Regions from separate parts of the Zea mays genome. Here region 2 is linked to region 1. Evidence: chromatin contacts called from public Hi-C data. All regions are on one chromosome and are shown on one strand. The core of a region is the stretch at or near the end of the contact, and the rest is flanking DNA. Distances in the headings are between cores, read along the strand shown.

Region 1 (2,592 bases), core at 51-2,550:
GTCACATCCTTGCTATTCATTGGACACCAGCGGACTGGACAGTTGTGGCAAGTGGGACATGACACGATCGAGGACAAAATGGAAAAGAAACATGTGGTATGTGTGTGTAAATAAGGAGCGACAATGTAGCACACTCCGCCAGCCTTGCTATTCAAGCCAAGTCATGCCCAACTGGGTCCAGCACCGCCGGCGAGAGGCCAGGGCGGTTCTCGAGCACGACCTTGAGATCCTCGTCGTCGTCCTCCAGCGTGGCCCTGAGGAACGCCACCACGGCTCCCCCGATGGCCCTCCTGGCGAGGTCCTTGGTGTCCTTGGTGTTCCTCATGCACATGCAGTTGTTGATGACGTAGGGCACGCCGTCGTCGTCCAGCATGTCCATGTGCCCGTAGTCCCTCAGCACGACGTGGTACCGCGGCGGCGCGCACTCGTCGTAGAACTCGGCGTGGTTGACGCCCGCGGGGGCGCACGGCGGCCCGCCCACGTGCTTGGGGCCGAGCCCCGTGCCGACGACCAGCGCCGGCATCCCCGGGTCGAGGGACCGGGGCCGGAAGGTCAGCACCTTCGGCTCCACCTGCGCCTGCTTGGATAGCCCCGCCACGGGGTCCACGCCGATCAGCGCGGAGAACTTGAGTGGCAACGCCGCCGGCGATGTGCCTGCGTCTGCGTTGTTGTCGTCGTCGTCCGAGGCGGCGGGTCCGAGCCCGAGTGCCACGGCGAAGGCCGTGTCGCCGCCGCGGCTGTGGCCGGCCAGCGCCAGCCTGGAGAGGTCCGGCCTCACGCCGTGGAGCTGGAGGATGTTGGCGAGCACGTGCGCCAGGCCTTGCTGCTTGTCGGCGAGCCAGGCGGTGACCTGCCTGGTGGCGTCGATGTCCTTCAAGTCGTTCATGTTGAGCGTCACGCAGTAGAGCTGTGATGTGTTTTCAGAGCTCAGCAAAAGAACGGAAACATGCATGCACACGATCGATGCTTGCACGATGACGACGACGGAGACGAACCTGGGGCGCCACGGCGATGAACCCGTGGGACGCGACGTGCGACAGGAGGCTCTCATACCAGCTGTTGACCGTGTTGCAGCCGTGCAGGAAGACGGCCACGGGGTAGACGCCGGCGTCGGTGGGGGCGACCACCATGAGCGGCTTGGGCACGCTGGGGACCTGGCTGTAGTCGACGTGCCTCGCCTCCACGCGGAGTGGCCCCCGCTGGAACACCGCCGTGCCGATGGCCACCGGCGATGCCGCCATATCTCCGGGCCTACGTGTACACGAGGTGTTGCCGATCAGACAGTACGGCGTGAGTAGCGGTTGATAGGCAATGGAAAACGAGGTGCCGCCCGCTCCTAAGATTTTATAGCATGGCAGTGGCGAGGCACGGCGAGCACACGACAACGGAGCTGGGCGTGTTCCTCGTTTGCATTTGTATGTTTGCATGACGTATTGGATGCACGCGTCACGCGTGTACTGTGTAGTGCTGCCAACTGCCAGTGACCACAATCCATAAATCCGGTTTGTCCCGCGTGACTGTTGATAGGGGTGTAAGGCCGCGTTTGGTTTGAAGGACTAAGACTGCCTCCAATAAGGTCCTGTAAAGGGTTCTGTCCGTTAAATGTAGGGAACGGTCAGGTCTCCTACGTCTCCAACAAGGAACTCTAAAGCGTCCTCTAAATTTTAGAGGGTGTGCCAGACACCCTAAATAGGGAGGCACCCAAGAGTGCGCTATCCGCGCTACTCCTCCACCAGCCGCCGCGAGGAAACTTCCGGCTCCTCCTACCCCGCGCTGGCGACTGCATCTACCGGGCCCGAGCCCTCGATCCGGCGTGCTTCGCCGCCGGCATCGAGGCAGGTGGGCGAGAAGCGGGCGTGCGGTGGCAGGTCTGGCGGCGTAGAGCTCGCAACACTTGCAACCGATGAGGCGCGACCCACCGCAATCGAAGTTCCAAGCGAGGTTCCCCCAGCTCGTCGCCGGAGAGTCGCCATCGGCAAACGGCTTCGTCGTCCGCCGACTTCGTCCAAGGTTGCCGGCAAAAGGAAGCGAAGCTCGTCGCCGCCGTCGTCTTCGTCTTCCATTCGCTCCACCGAGCCAGATCCGCGAAGACCGAGGTACGATCTACACAAATCCATTGTGTATACTACTGATCCATTACCGTATTTTGTATTCTCTGTTTTTGGGGCAAGGCATTTAGGGTTTGCGGGGTGTTTTCTCCCAGATCCGGAGCATTCAAATTCATCAACTTGTATTTCATCCATGAATCCCTAATTGTTGTGTCCGGATTCATTAATTTATACCGCATTTGGGGCAAGGCATTTCAGGTTTGGGGGGTTTTTTTTCTCCCATATCCGGAGCATTCAAATTAATCAACATGAAATTCATCCACGATTCCCTTGTAGTTTTGTCGGGTCTCCCAGATCATGAGGCTTTTTTATGTCAACATGGTCAGTCACTTCAAATTGAAAACATGTTCACATTTCAGTTATTTGTTTCCACAAATTTACATAGAGATAGGATGTGGCCAGACTGTGTTGTCCCTGATTTCTGTTCTTATTATTGTACTACGAGTTGGAATGTACATTCATTGTTTTAGGGTTCATTTCAACT
Region 2 (2,592 bases), core at 48-2,547, 150 kb after region 1:
AACCTCTCCGCGTCTGGAAACAGGACTAGAACATGCCACCGACTGGGGCTGCTGCTGCCGATGGCTCTGCTGTTGGCTCGTCATCATCGGCATCCAAGGCCAAGCGCTTCATCCTGGATCCACCATTGCCGGTGGTGGTGCATAGCACCACACTTCCTACACCAAATCCAACATCAGGTAAAGCACTGCTCTGCTACACTAGTAGTTGTGTGTGTTCAGTATATAATGGTAGCTGTATGTACATGTATATAATGGTAGAAACATCTATTGATTTTTTGTCAGGATCTAAGCGATCAAGGTCAAAAAATATGTGCCAAAACCTTAGTGGTTCTGGTGCGGCAGCAACAAATGATGGATGTGGTAGTGGTTGTGGTGCAGATGATGTAGGTAGGGATACTTTGCCAAGTGGAGGTGGCAACGGTAGTGCTGCTGCCACAGCGGATGGAGGCGGCAATAGTGAACAAGCCATCAATATTGAGGATGATGTCCCTACTGGAAAAAGGCAGAAGAAATGCACATCTGATGTACGGCAGTACTTTACCAAGAAGAGGTTGGTCATTGAGGATAATGGGAAGACATACGTTCAGTTGTGGGCTCATTGCAGCTGGCCAAGATGTAAGCACAAGGGCCGATGTGAGAGCAATTATGGAATAACTGGATTTTGGACACATTTGAGGGTGGCACATAGTATAGTGAAAGGCCAGCAGCAACTTGCAGTTGAAAAAATGGGGGGAAAGACATCAGTGTTGTGGTACCATATAAGTTTATGTTGCTGCCATATATGAATATATGTTGCCTTCCATACGTTGTAGGACGATGATGTCATAGACATTGATGAAGGAGATATAGATGGGCTAAATGCAGATGATCAGAGCTACTTTGACATGTAGAGGTAGGTTCTGGTGCTGGCTGCTGGATAGTGGATACTTTTGGACTTGTCACTTGTGAATTTTGGTTGCTGGATGCCTAGATAGTGGATACTTTTGGACTTGCCATATACTTTTGGGCTTTTGGTTGTGGACTGCTAGTTTACTAACACTGGTAGGTACTAGTACTAGGCTACCAGCATACTACTCTCTGCTGTTGGGCACTTGGGCCGTCCGAGTATGTCTTTGGGTAATATGTGGACCGAGTAATATACTAATATGGACATGGATCTTGCGTATTGTGCAATGAATGTGTTGGTTGTTGGGCTGCTTGCCCGCTTTCTGTAATATTTATTATGCAATGAATGTCTTTGGGGTTGTTAGTCTTGGATCATAGTCATAGGGTCATAGCCTGCAAATGTTTCTTTTTCGTGTTACCGATTCCCGATCATAATCGACTCGTTCCTGATTGAACATGTTCCGTTCCCGATATCTTGTAATATCGGTTTCGTTATTTCGTCCAATATTCTCGTTCCCGTTTCTGATTTCGGCAAAAAAAAATACAGTAACGGTAATGGTTTAAGTATTTTCCCGACCGTTTTCAATTATTTTCAAGCTTAAATATATTTAACCAATAACATATCGAGCTATATGCTGAGTATTAAATCCATGGACATATAACCTGTAATAATTACTGATCGACCTGAAATTTAACCGTTCGGTGTCTTTTCCGGCTTGAGCGGGCCCGGCCCGGATGTACACCCACACAAGCCCGGACAGACCTGCCTCGCTTCTCGTCTCCCGTCTCCTCCGCGTTCCCGCTTTCCACCCGCCGCCGCCGCCGCCGCCCACCTTACCGTCCCCTGCCCCTTGCCCAGCATGTGGGGTAGCACCGACGGCGGAACGCCGGAGGTCACCCTCGAGACCTCCATGGGCGCTGTCTCTGTTGAGGTACCTCCCCTCTCTCCTCTCGGTTGCATCTCCTCTCTTCCCACTTCTCGCTTTGCACTGGGCCCTGCACTTCTACTTCATGATTGATGCTGATGGTCACTCGATCCGTAGATGTACTACAGGCACGCGCCCAAGACTTGCCGGAACTTCGTCGAGCTCGCGCGACGTGGCTACTACGACAACGTTATCTTCCACCGCATCATCAAAGTCTCTCCTGAGTTTCCTATTTCGTGTTGACTGATCTTAGTTTGCTTGTTGTCAATATCTGATATTGGTTACGTAATGAGTGGTTGCTGTTTTTGTTGCTGCTTAGGATTTCATTGTGCAAGGTGGGGATCCTACAGGAACCGGCAGAGGTGGCGAGTCCATCTATGGGTGAGCAGTCTGTTGACCATAGTCCCCCTCCACTTGATTTATCTTGAATCAACGACTACGTTGTTCCCATAGTTATTTGAATGCTAGCTGCGGTAACAGTAGATGTGTACCCAGGATTCAATTGGGTATAAAGCATGGTGTTGGGAAGGATTTTTTAGAACATTTCAGTGGCCACGTTCCCACTGATTTTGCCCGCCATCAATGTGTGTTATTGTTTGATTAACGATTGCATCGTCACATTAGTAGAGTGAATGCTAGCTTACAACAGAATTAGGTGGAGCATTAGAAAAATTAACTACTCTGCTTGTACAACATTTCAGTGGCCTTAATACCACTGTTCTTTGGCTGCTAGCTTGGGTAAAAGCTAATTTGCTAGACAGCTGGTAAGATGTTTCTTTTC

Evidence for each region. A called contact is a pair of places that touch in the nucleus more often than the background predicts.
Region 2: a Hi-C map of endosperm shows a contact between it and region 1, with 2.9 times the contacts expected there. The contact joins the promoter of LOC100192733 here to the promoter of LOC100383045 in region 1. A contact is called at or near these places in 4 of 25 Hi-C or Micro-C datasets (ear, endosperm, leaf and 1 more).

Annotation. Positions count from the first base shown.
Region 1 is chr1:209,099,905-209,102,496 of Zm-B73-REFERENCE-NAM-5.0, forward strand. It overlaps LOC100383045, which reads right to left and starts at 1,301. Exons shown (of 2, transcript NM_001357101.1): 1 at 996-1,301; 2 at 82-907. The coding sequence starts at 1,241. The coding sequence ends at 152.
Region 2 is chr1:209,254,701-209,257,292 of Zm-B73-REFERENCE-NAM-5.0, forward strand. It overlaps LOC100192733 (peptidyl-prolyl cis-trans isomerase-like 1), which reads left to right and starts at 1,298. Exons shown (of 6, transcript XM_020546665.3): 1 at 1,298-1,817; 2 at 1,929-2,024; 3 at 2,131-2,192. The coding sequence starts at 1,746.